Linked DNA regions of Mus musculus: region 1 is linked to region 2. A link is a contact called in public promoter capture Hi-C data. All regions are on one chromosome and are shown on one strand. Each heading gives the region's core, a stretch centred on a gene start, on an enhancer-like site or on the middle of the called end of the contact. The rest is flanking DNA. Distances are from core to core; before and after follow the strand shown. Region 1 holds the start of Slc37a3 (solute carrier family 37 (glycerol-3-phosphate transporter), member 3). Region 2 holds the start of Dennd2a (DENN/MADD domain containing 2A).

Region 1 (5,482 bases), core at 1,599-4,098, 180 kb after region 2:
AATTTCCTATTTCTACCCAAAGACTCTATCAATTCTAGACTTTGATAATTAACTACCTTCAGAGCCTATCATAAGAACTAGATTGTCAAGCTGGAAAGATGGCTCCATGGATAAGAATGCTTACTGTTCTTCTTGAGTTCAGTTCCCAGCGTTCTTGTCATGCAGGCCTGAAATGGGAGATGATTGTTCCTCATTCAAGAACATCATGTCAAGCCGGGTGTGGTGGCACACGCCTTTAATCCCAGCATTTGGGAGGCAGAGGCAGGCTGATTTCTGAGTTTGAGGCCAGCTTGGTCTACAGAGTGAGTTCCAGGACAGCCAGGGCTACACAGAGAAACCCTGTTTCGAAAAACAAAACAAACAAACAAACAAACAAAAAAGAACATCTTGTCTGTGATGCCTTCAAATAACCTTTAAGTTGTGACTCATCTTAACCCATCCACACGATTTTTTCAAGAATCTCTCTTTTAAGCAAGGTAACCCAACATTATGTTAGTTTCTCACTCTGTCCAGAGAAAAAGACACTGTCACATGCTGCTGCTGGCTGTGGCTTTCAGAGCCACTGTCACATGTATAACTTGGAAACTGGTTGTAGGTCAAGATACACCGCAAATGTGTGGGCTGGGGCAGGAAACGAAGACTTGCAACGTCAGTGTCAGAGAGGGGAGCTGCAAACGGTTTCTTGTTTTGTTTTTGATCGCTGTTTAAGGCAACTGTCTCAGACCCAGCCCGCATCACACACTGGGAGAGCACCTAGAGGTGGAAATCAAAGACCCATCCGAGGCCTTTCTACTTCATTTTTATTTTTTTTCAATCAATTAATTAATCCTTACTTATGTGAATGAGTGTGTTAATCTATGTGTGCCTGCCATACGTTCGGGTGCCCAAGGAGACCAGGAAAAGGCATAGGATTGCTTGGAACTAGAGTTATGGCAGGTTGTGAGCTGCCTGGTCTGGGTGCTGGGGACTGAGCTCAGGTTTTTAGAACAGCAGCTGCTCTTAATCTCTGAAACACCCCCAGCACCGTCATCTCCTCTTCAACTTCCCTTTAAATCCACAAGAGGAAGGCTGAACCGCATACAATCTGGAAATCTACTTACTAGGTTTTGCTTTTTGCCCACATCCTCTTCTACCCCAGGCGCTTCCTTGGCAACCTAGGTGGGTGTGTCCCTCCCTTACCTGACTCTCCCTACTTGTTTCTTCTTTTATTTTGCAGTGTAAGGTATTTGGCTTGCACATATGTCTGTGCACCACGTGCATGCCCTGTGCTGGAGGAGGTCAGATCCCCTGGAGTTATAGACAGATGTGAGGTACCATGTAGGTGCTGGGGATTTAACTCAGGTTCTCTGGAAGAGCAACCAGCTCTCCAGCCCCCGCCCCCTTACGGTGTGCACCTAAGCTGTAAAACAAACAAATAATAAACTGTGTTTGGGGCTGCTGAGTTACTTTTAGGTGACCCTAAGACTTTCTGCATTAGCTCATTACTCCAGCGTCTCCTCTGCTGGGGGATCTTGGGTCTATTGCTGTGGCTTCAGTTTTCCTAACCAAAACCCTTCAGGGTTTTAGTAAAGTTTAGCTAAAAGCTGGTCTGTAAGTCAAGAAGAGTTTGGTGGATGTCACCGAAGACATAAGATTAACTGTGAAATGAACCCAGGTCCAGGAGTGCCTTTTGTAGACCAGGCTGGCCTCGAACTCAGAAATCCGACTGCCTCTGCCTCCCGAGTGCTGGGACTAAAGGCGTGCGCCGGGTGGAAGCGTTCTTACTACCTGGCCTTGGATGCCCTGAAAGAGGAAACTGGGTGGTAGCACGGGAATCTTCCTTCTCTCCTCTTTCTCCTCCTCCACGTCTTCCTCTCCCCCTTTCTATTTTTATTTATGTGTTTTTGTATGTCTCTGTGTGTGTCATGTTCACGGAGGCCAGATGAGGGTGTCAGGTCCTCTGGAACTAGAGTGTGAGTCACCATGGAACCAAATCTAAGTCTCCTAGATGGGCAGTCACTGCTCTTAACTGCTGAGCCGTCTCTCCAGTTCCATTTTTTAAAAAATGATTTATTTATTTTTATTATATGTAATTACACTGTAGCTGTCTTCAGACACTCCAGAAGAGGGAGTCAGATCTCATTACTGATGGTGTGAGCCACCATGTGGTTGCTGGGATTTGAACTTCGGACCTTCAGAAGAGCAGTTCTTACCCACTGAGCCATCTCACCAGCCCTCTACAGTTCCATTTTTAAAAATGCACAGATGTGGGCTGGTGAGATGGCTCAGTGGTAAGAGCACCCGACTGCTCTTCCGAAGTCCAGAGTTCAAATCCCAGCAACCACATGGTGGCTCACAACCATCTGTAACAAGATCTGACGCCCTCTTCTGGAGTGTCTGAAGACAGCTACAGTGTACTTACATATAATAAATAAATAAATCTTTTTTAAAAAAAAAAATGCACAGATGTATGTATGTACGTACATATGTATGTATTTAATCATCTTTCCAGCTACGCTGCTGGGGATCTTAATACGAACTATTTATTTTGGTGCAATGGCAATGGGGTGCAGAGCTGTGAATACAAACAGGTGAATGACTATTCCTACCTATATGGACAACTGCATTTAATTAAACAAGAGTCTAAAACAGAATAACGCCTCCTCTTGAAAAAATGGTCAGCCTATCGGTTCTTCTCAAATGATATCTCTCACTCGTTGCTTTTCTCCGCTAACATTTCTGGACCTAGTCCCTTCCTGCAGGAGCTCAGTTAAACCCAACCAGTGGACTTTACAGCTCGCAGGTAAAGCGGCACTGGCGGACTACAGCTCCCGGCATGCACCTGTCCCCGAGGTCACGTGAGCGTCCGGAAGCTCTGGCCACATCCCGCTGGGTGAGGTGGCGGCGGGGGCGGCGGGAGCGGAGTCTAGCGGAGCGGGTTCTTCGGCGGGTCTCAGGTGCGAGCCTGCGTGCGCTCGGGTGCTTGGGGTCCTGGCCGGGTTGGGCGCGCGGTGGGCTTCGGGCGTGGGAAGCGCGGACAGCTGGTGGGTGTGGCGGCTCGGGCGCCGCTGGCAGCTGGCCCCCACCAGACCCCCACCGGGACCCCACCGGAGCTCCTGGTGCTGCCGCTGTGCAGTCCCGAGGCTGTGTGCACCGCAGAGGGAGGAGGACACCAGACACCAGAGAGGGAAGGTGGCCCAGCCCAGCCCACGCAGACCTCCCGGGTAGGGGGTACTTGTTCCCCTCGGCCCACCGATCTTGGCTCATGGGACGTTTGAACGGAAGAAAATGAAACCCAAGGAAAGGGTTCATGGTTTAGCAAGAGGAGGGCCACGTTTCAGGTAGGGTGGGAGGCGTTTGGATAGGATGCACGGAGGTCAGAGGGAGAATTGACTTCGTGGAAAAACTAGGGGTTTGTTTTCGAGTAACTGCCACGACCTCAGGGAATTCGGCTCTGCTTCTTATTCGAATGTCAGACTTTGGTTGTTCTTATTTGTAGAGTGTGGCCTGTTCTTAATTTTGATAAGACAATGGGGATGTGTCCACTTTTAACATTTTCTGCAATATGTTAAGCGATGCCGTGATATTTTACTGAAATGTTTAGAGGATACCTAGTTGCCAGGGCGAGCCTCTTTAGCCATTGCTTGATGTCTTCACTCACATTTCTGTTTACGAAACAATCACTGATGAAGAGAACACCTCGACTACTGTGGTAGTTGAATTATTCTTTTGCCACTTGCCAGATGTTCCTTGTAAGTAAAACAGAGTCTGCCCTAAACACACAGTAAATCCTTTCATTTAATCCTTAAGTGAGGAAAGAAGTGAAGTAAATGGACTTGACCTTTAGTGTCAGAGTTCTCTGTTTTTCAGGAGCAGTTCAGTGCTCATTGTTTAAGGTTTTGGATGAGTGCCTGGTCCTCAAGTGAGGATGACATGCTGTTGTTGCAGTGATAACTGGCACGATTAGGGCTTTGTCTGAAGGGCAGAGGAGAAAGTAGTTGTCTTTGAAAGAAAATAGGGAGAAGTTGGCCTTAGGAACCCTGGTATAAATGGATGTGGTTTTAGGAACCCTGAAACAGCTAGCTAAGTCCTTAACATCTGTGGTAATGCGGCAGTTTTAAGAAAAAGTGTGTGTGTGTGTGTGTGTGTGTGTGTGTGAGAGAGAGAGAGAGAGAGAGAGAGAGAGAGAGCGAGCAAGTGCACGGACAAGTGTCGAATAGTCCAGGTAATCACCATCTCCCTGTGTAACTGAAGATGTCCTTGACCTTCTAATCTTCCTGTCTCTGGAGTGCTAGGGTTGGTAGTCAGGTGCCATGGGTGCTGGTCAAGCACTCTACCACTGAACTAGACCATGCGTTTTTTGTTGTTTTGTTTTGTTTTTGAGACAGGGTTTCTCTATATAGCTCTGGCTGTCCTGAAACTCTGTAGACCAGGCTGGTCTCGAATTCAGAAATCCACCTGCCTCTGCTTCCCAAGTGCTGGGCTTAAAGGCATGCACTACCACTGCCCGGCTAGACCATGCTTTTAAAGCAGGCTCTCAAATGAATGTGTGCTTTGCAGCTCTGTAATCTAGGCTGGCCTCATATTCTCTCACATTTGGAATCTCCCTGCTGGGATTATAGGAGTATACACCTGGGAAGACTCGAGTCTTGGAAAGAGAAAAGATGTATCTGGTATCAGTGAATAGCTTCTAGTTAGATGATGAGAGATCAGAAAGATACTGTGTATGTGTGAGCGTTGGTTGGCACACAAGTGATAGCCAGCGTATGCAGAACTGTGAAAGGGCCAGACTCACCCAGCGGTCAAGTGCTTGCCTACAGACCAGCACTCTGAGTACAGGTTATCCTTTTACTTCGTACATGTAAAAATCAGACCCTTGGGAGCCAGATGATTGCCAGCTCTGTACATTTGAGGATGTTAGGGAGCCACATTTGTTTATAAGTTGGACTTTTCCCATCCCAAACTACATACCAGAGAGATTAAGCTGTAATTCAAGAGGTAATTCTAATTATCAGGTTTTACAAAGCCTGAGGTGTTTTCTCTTTTCCATTTACACATCTGAAAAATATGCAGAGAGCTGACTATGACTATATTTGCAAAGTACCTATCAGTTTCCTGGTGCCTTATAGGCATTCAACTAAATAAATCATTGACAAAGGTTTTTTTTTCCCTCTGTCCAAGAGCTCTGGGGACACTGTGGACTTAGAACAGAGAAAGCCACTGGTTTTTAAAATGGGGTTTATAGATGAACAATAAACATGCAAATCGTTAAAGAAACAGAAATGGGGAATAGAATTTATTTATTTGTACTGGGACTTGAACCCAGGGCTTTTACATTTGTATGCAGGCAAGTGCTCTCTCTATTTGGGTGCTCAAACAGTCGTCGTCATCTTCTTCTTCTTATGTAAGTACACTGTAGTTGTCTTCAGACACACCAGAAGAGGGCATCAGATCTCATTTCGAGTGGTTGTGAGCCACCATGTGGTTGCTGGGATTTGAACTC
Region 2 (5,253 bases), core at 103-2,602:
TTAGGCTACTCTTGAAGGTCTCTAATAGCCAGGAAGGAGACTGGCTGGCACCTACCCTCAGGGCAGATAAATTGTCACTGTCAGGCCTGAGCACTTAGCATCTGGTGTTTCTCTGCTTGGACCCCTTTGCCTTTAGCATAATATTCAAATTCTGCCCAGGCCACTTGAATCCCTCCAGGCCTACCCATCGATCCTTATTCCCTCCCACTTAAGGGTCCCCCAAATACCATAATGTGACACCCCCACAACACCAGTCACACTCTTCCCTCTTTTCAGGCTGTCTTTTCTTGCCCTGTTTCTCCACCTTCTATAACTGATTCACTATCGCTGGTCACCAAAGCCCCAGAGAATGCCCCAGCCTGTGTTGGCTCCCTTAAGGCCCCCACAGCATTTTCAAGTGGACTCCAATTTGGCAATCCTTTTTTTTTTTTTTTTTTTAAGATTTATTTATTTATTATATGTAAGTACACTGTAGCTGTCTTCAGACACTCCAGAAGAGGGAGTCAGATCTCATTACGGATGGTTGTGAGCCACCATGTGGTTGCTGGGATTTGAACTCTGGACCTTTGGAAGAGCAGTCGGGTGCTCTTACCCACTGAGCCATCTCACCAGCCCCCCAATTTGGCAATCCTACTGTCTTAAAAACCTCCTGTGTGAGTGCTTTGACTGCACCCTGTGTACGTGGGACCGTGGGACCGTGGAACCGTGGGACCGTGGGACCGGTGTGCTGTAGAAAGCCAGTTCTCTGATCACTTTTCCTGACCAGGGCTTGGGACCCATTCTGTACCCTTCTGTAGGGAGGTGGGCCCCTGGATCCTTATGGCCCAGGCTCCTGAGTTGCTTAGGGGCAAATATGGACCCTTGGGTCCAAATAGCTTGTCTCATGACTGTGAGTTGTTGCTTATGGGCAAACTGGGCCTCGAAGGCCTATCTCATGACTGTCAGTTGCTTGGGGGCAAATGTGGAGCCCAATTCTGCCTGAGGCGTCCACCCTAACTGCTCAGAAACAAAGCAAGGGCAGGGAGTGTGGCTACGGCTTTGGTGCTGTCTAAATCTGGTTCTCGGCCCCTGGCTAAGCGCATCTCAAGAATGGACCTCAGTCGGGGTAGCAGAGAACCGGTTCGGCGATCTTCAGCACAGAAAAGGTTAAGCCACCGTCTCCCCCACCCCTCGAAAGGCGAGGGGGCGAGTGAGTGCGGCAGAAGGTCCTGTTTACCGTGGCTCCCCTCGGCGGCGGGCCCTGGGAGAGTGGTTGCTGTGGCAACCGGCCGGGCGCCCGCCAGCTGCGGATTAGCTCACTGGAGCCGCGGGATGGGTCGGGAGGAGGGGGCGCGCGTCACTGCAGACGGTCGCGGCGCAGCCCAGGGCAGAGGAAGGGGCCGCGCGCGCGGGAGGCCAGAGGAGACGCAGCACGCCTCCGAGGCCGGAGGCGGCGGGGACCGGACGGGAGCGCGCGCGGCGGGGACCCGAGGGGCTCGCGGCGGCCGGGGGAGGCCGCGCGGACAAAGGCGCGGAGGGCAGCGGGCCATGGCGCCCCAGGCCCCCGCCGCCCCTGCCCCGGGCGACCGCGAGTTGCGCCCCAGAACCCGCGGAGCCGACGCCCGTAGAGAGGTAGGGCTGGGCGCCGGAGTGCGGGCGACCTCGGGGGAGACCCGGGAGGGTACGCGCGGGGGCGACGAGGAGACTGCAGGCGCAAGCCGGGGCTCCTCGCAGGCGGCGCTGGGGACGCTTCAGCGGGGCCCTGGGGACCCGCGCAGGAAGCGATCCACAGCTCTTTCCCGGGTCGGGCTAACTTCAGGGCCGAAGAAACTTGCAGAAACTGGGCAGAGCCCGGCCCTGCGCTGTGCCGGAGCTCCCGGGCGGCTGTGAGTGAGTACGCGCGTGTGAGACCGAGTGTGTACGCTGGGGTGGGGGAGTCCAGGCGGCTCTAGTCGGGATTTGTCGTGGTGGAAAGTGGGGTACGTTGAAGTTTACTTCTCCCACTTTCCTCCCCAAGGATGGAGTTGGGAGTAGATGGAGCCCAGGGTAAGTCTCTTAACCACACAGGATATAGTCCTGTGCAGGAGAGTCACTGTGATATGGAGTCAGACCACTGAGCCAGAGGGAGCTCAGCGCCCGGAATCCTGTAGTGAGGGGCAGACACAGGAAGCTAAGGAGTGCCTTCCTTTGGCCCTGGATTGGAACAAGGAGAGAGCTGGGACCCTAATTTAACCAGCCTGCTGAGGAAGGAGCAGGCTGACTTCTGGCCGGGTGCTCTGATGGCTTTCAGGGTTGTGACTATAGCTCCCCAAAAGACAGGTAATTGTGGAGTGTGGTAATAGTGTTATAATAGGCACTTTACAGTAATTTGTTATGAAACACTTGCACCTGCTGTGGTTACTATAGAAAAGCCTTTCTCCTTCAGTACCAAACACCTGAAGAGTTGAATAGGCTCTTTAGGGAATGGACCACAGAGGAGAGAGTTGGAGATTCAGAGAGGAAGCAGAAGGCAAACAGAAACAGACAGTTTATTTATTTGAGACAGGGTCTCAGTATGTGACCCAGGCTGGCCTCAAACTTAAAGTCCTCCCTTTTGTCTTAACTCTCTAAATTCAGGATTACTGGTAGGCAGGCAGGCTCAGTTCAGGGACTTGTTTGTTTGAGGCAGGGTCTCAGGTAGCTTAGACAGACCTTGAACTTGATTTTGAATTAATTTTTTTAAATGTACTATATCTTTATGAGTTTCCCTGAATGTATGTCTGTACACCATGTTCATGCAGTGCCCACGGCCGCTCTAGTGCCTATCCTCTAGGACTGGAGTTAGTTACACACAGTTGTGGGCTGCTATGTGAGTGCTAGGAATTGAACCCAGGTCCTCTGGAAGAGCAGCCCGAGCTCGTGCTCTTAACTGATGAGCCATCTCTCTAGTCCCTGAGTCTACCTCCAAAACACTAGAATTACGGGAGTGTGGCACAAACCTTTATGAGATGTCTGGGGTCAAACCTGGGGCTTCCTGCTTGCTCAGTAAGTTCTCTACCAACTAAGCTATGTCTCCAGCTCTGAGACTATTTTTTAAATTAAAATAATTTTATTGCATTTTTATTTATTGTGTATGTGCTACTAGTCATGTATGTAGATCAGAAGACAATTTGTAGGAGTCAGTTCTGCCCTCCCATCGTGTGGGTGGTCAGGATTGAACTTTCAGGACATCAGGCTGAGCCAACTTGCCATTCCTCAGAGACTGTAAGGGATGGTAATAAGGGACTGGCAGAGAGCTTCGTGTCTGGATGTTCATTCTGGAAGATGCACCTGCCAGGTCTTACTTCACTCATATAAATGGGTCTGCGTGCTGGTGACTGGGGACATGTTGGTACCAGAAGCTACCATTCCAGTCTGGCCTGGCTATTCATGCTGTATGCTGTAGAACCAGGAGAATCCAGAGAGGATGCCTGTGGATGCCCTGGGAGTCACTCCACCATGAAAGTGCAGGGAAGGTTATCTGGGACAGAGGAGACAGCAAAGTCACCCAAAGGCCAGAGAGGCAGGCATGGGGGAGAACCCGTGTGTCTGCAGCATGGAGTCAGAGCCTCTCCCTTTCTTCCTGCCGCCTCCATTGTGCATGCGTCTGTCTGTCTGTCTGTTGTCTGTCTCAGCAAGGCAGGGCAAGGTGGAATGTGGAAGGAGGAGTTCCTCTGAGTAGGAATGATGGACCGGCTTTGTGTTTTAGAAAGCTCACTCTGGCCTTGAGGCCAGTGAGACCCAGGCTTTGCAGCCCTGTTGCATGGCAGTGGTAAGGCAAGAGAAATGGATGGGGTCTGGAGGTTGAAAAGTAGGCAAGGGTGATGGGTGTGGGCACGGGATGAGGTTACTTAAACTAAAACCAACGCCAGAGATGTTCAGCAGGAGAGGGCAGAAGAGGGGCGACATTTTGAATGGCGTGAATGGAGCAGATTACAGCACTTGGACAATGAACTTGGCTTCCAGTTTTCTGGCAGCTTAGGAACAAACAAAAAATGCACTAGATTGCATAGCTTTGGACTGGGGACAACAGAAAGCATACAAATGAACTTTCAGAACAAATTTTTTCCTGGAATTGAACTCAACTGGGAGTTCATCAGAGGAACTTCATGTAAAGAGTAGAGAGCGACAGAGGGGGAAAAATAAAGTCCTCATACGTAAACAAAATGATAAACACAGATAAGGCAGAGAGAGAGAGAGGGAGAGAGAGAGAGAGAGAGAGAAAACACGAGAACAGTCTGGATTTGGTCAGGGTGGAGTGTCAGCTGGGGTGTAGCCTTGAGAGCAGCATTTCGGTTTCCTTCCTGATTGATGCGGCCCAGATCCTCTGCCCTCCGGCCTTAATTCTGGGTCTGAATCTAAAGGGGAGGGCAGGATTCAGCAGATCTGAACTCCTCTGCCCAAGAGAGGTCCCAACCATGGGGGTGCTGTTTGCACAAGGTGAAGTTTCAGAAAGAATGAGCTGGGAAGTCCTACACAGCGTGCACAGGTTTCTTAGTGACCCTTCCCGCTGACATCCGCCCGAGGCTGACAGCCTGCAGAGTCCGTGGCCACAGCCTTGTTATTGAGCCCTGTAAGCTTCATGACAGATCTCACGTTATTGGCATTGAGGAAGTGTGGGTTCTGCTCTCTCCATCACATGTCTTTTCTCTCTCTTCCTTTCATTTGTTTGAAACTTCCATGTGTATGGGTGTTTGCCTGCGTGTGTGTCCATGTACCACGCGTAAGCCTGGCAGTCGTAGAGGACAGAGAAGAGGATTGGATCTCCTGAAACTGGAGTTACAGATGAGTGTGAACTGCCATGTGGATGCCGGGAATCAAACCTGAGTCCTCTGGAAGAGCAGCTGGTACTCTTAACTGCTGAGCTATCTCCCCGGCACTCTGTGCCCCGTTAAGTTTCTTTGCCTCTTTGACTATGAGACAGTGTATCAGCATGCAGAGCCTTACTGGTCCTTTTCCTCAGCCTTCTGTATTAGTGCTTTTTCTATCGCTTTGATAAAACACCATGACCGTGGCAACGTATAGAAGAAAGAGTTTATTTGGAGCTAATGGTTCCAGTGGTTGGAGTCCAATACAGCAAACCAGTTGTGGCAGTCGCTGGAGAACCCAGCTGGGGGCTCACATCTCAAGCCACAGACGGGAAGCAAGAGCTAACCCAAAATGGTGTGAGACTTTTGAAACCTCAAAGGCCACCTTCAGTGGTGTTCTTTCCACAGTAAAGCCATACTTCCTAATCCCCTCCACCAACTGGGGACT

The links. Capture Hi-C pulls out chosen DNA fragments and counts their contacts.
Region 1: a contact with region 2 is called in a promoter capture Hi-C map of liver. The contact joins the promoter of Slc37a3 here to the promoter of Dennd2a in region 2. A contact is called at or near these places in 8 of 39 promoter capture datasets (the 3T3-L1 cell line, 3T3-L1-derived adipocytes, the HPC-7 cell line and 4 more), 8 of 484 Hi-C or Micro-C datasets (the C2C12 cell line, cerebral cortex, embryonic stem cells and 2 more), 9 of 115 datasets of contacts at active chromatin or transcription factors (bone marrow-derived macrophages, cardiomyocytes, embryonic stem cells and 3 more) and 5 of 9 other capture datasets (adipose tissue, bone marrow-derived macrophages, embryonic stem cells and 2 more).

Annotation. Positions count from the first base shown.
Region 1 is chr6:39,375,073-39,380,554 of GRCm38.p6, reverse strand. It overlaps Slc37a3 (solute carrier family 37 (glycerol-3-phosphate transporter), member 3), which reads left to right and starts at 2,848. Exons shown (of 15, transcript NM_028123.3): 1 at 2,848-2,936.
Region 2 is chr6:39,553,933-39,559,185 of GRCm38.p6, reverse strand. Dennd2a (DENN/MADD domain containing 2A) reads left to right here and starts at 1,352. Exons shown (of 19, transcript NM_172477.4): 1 at 1,352-1,611.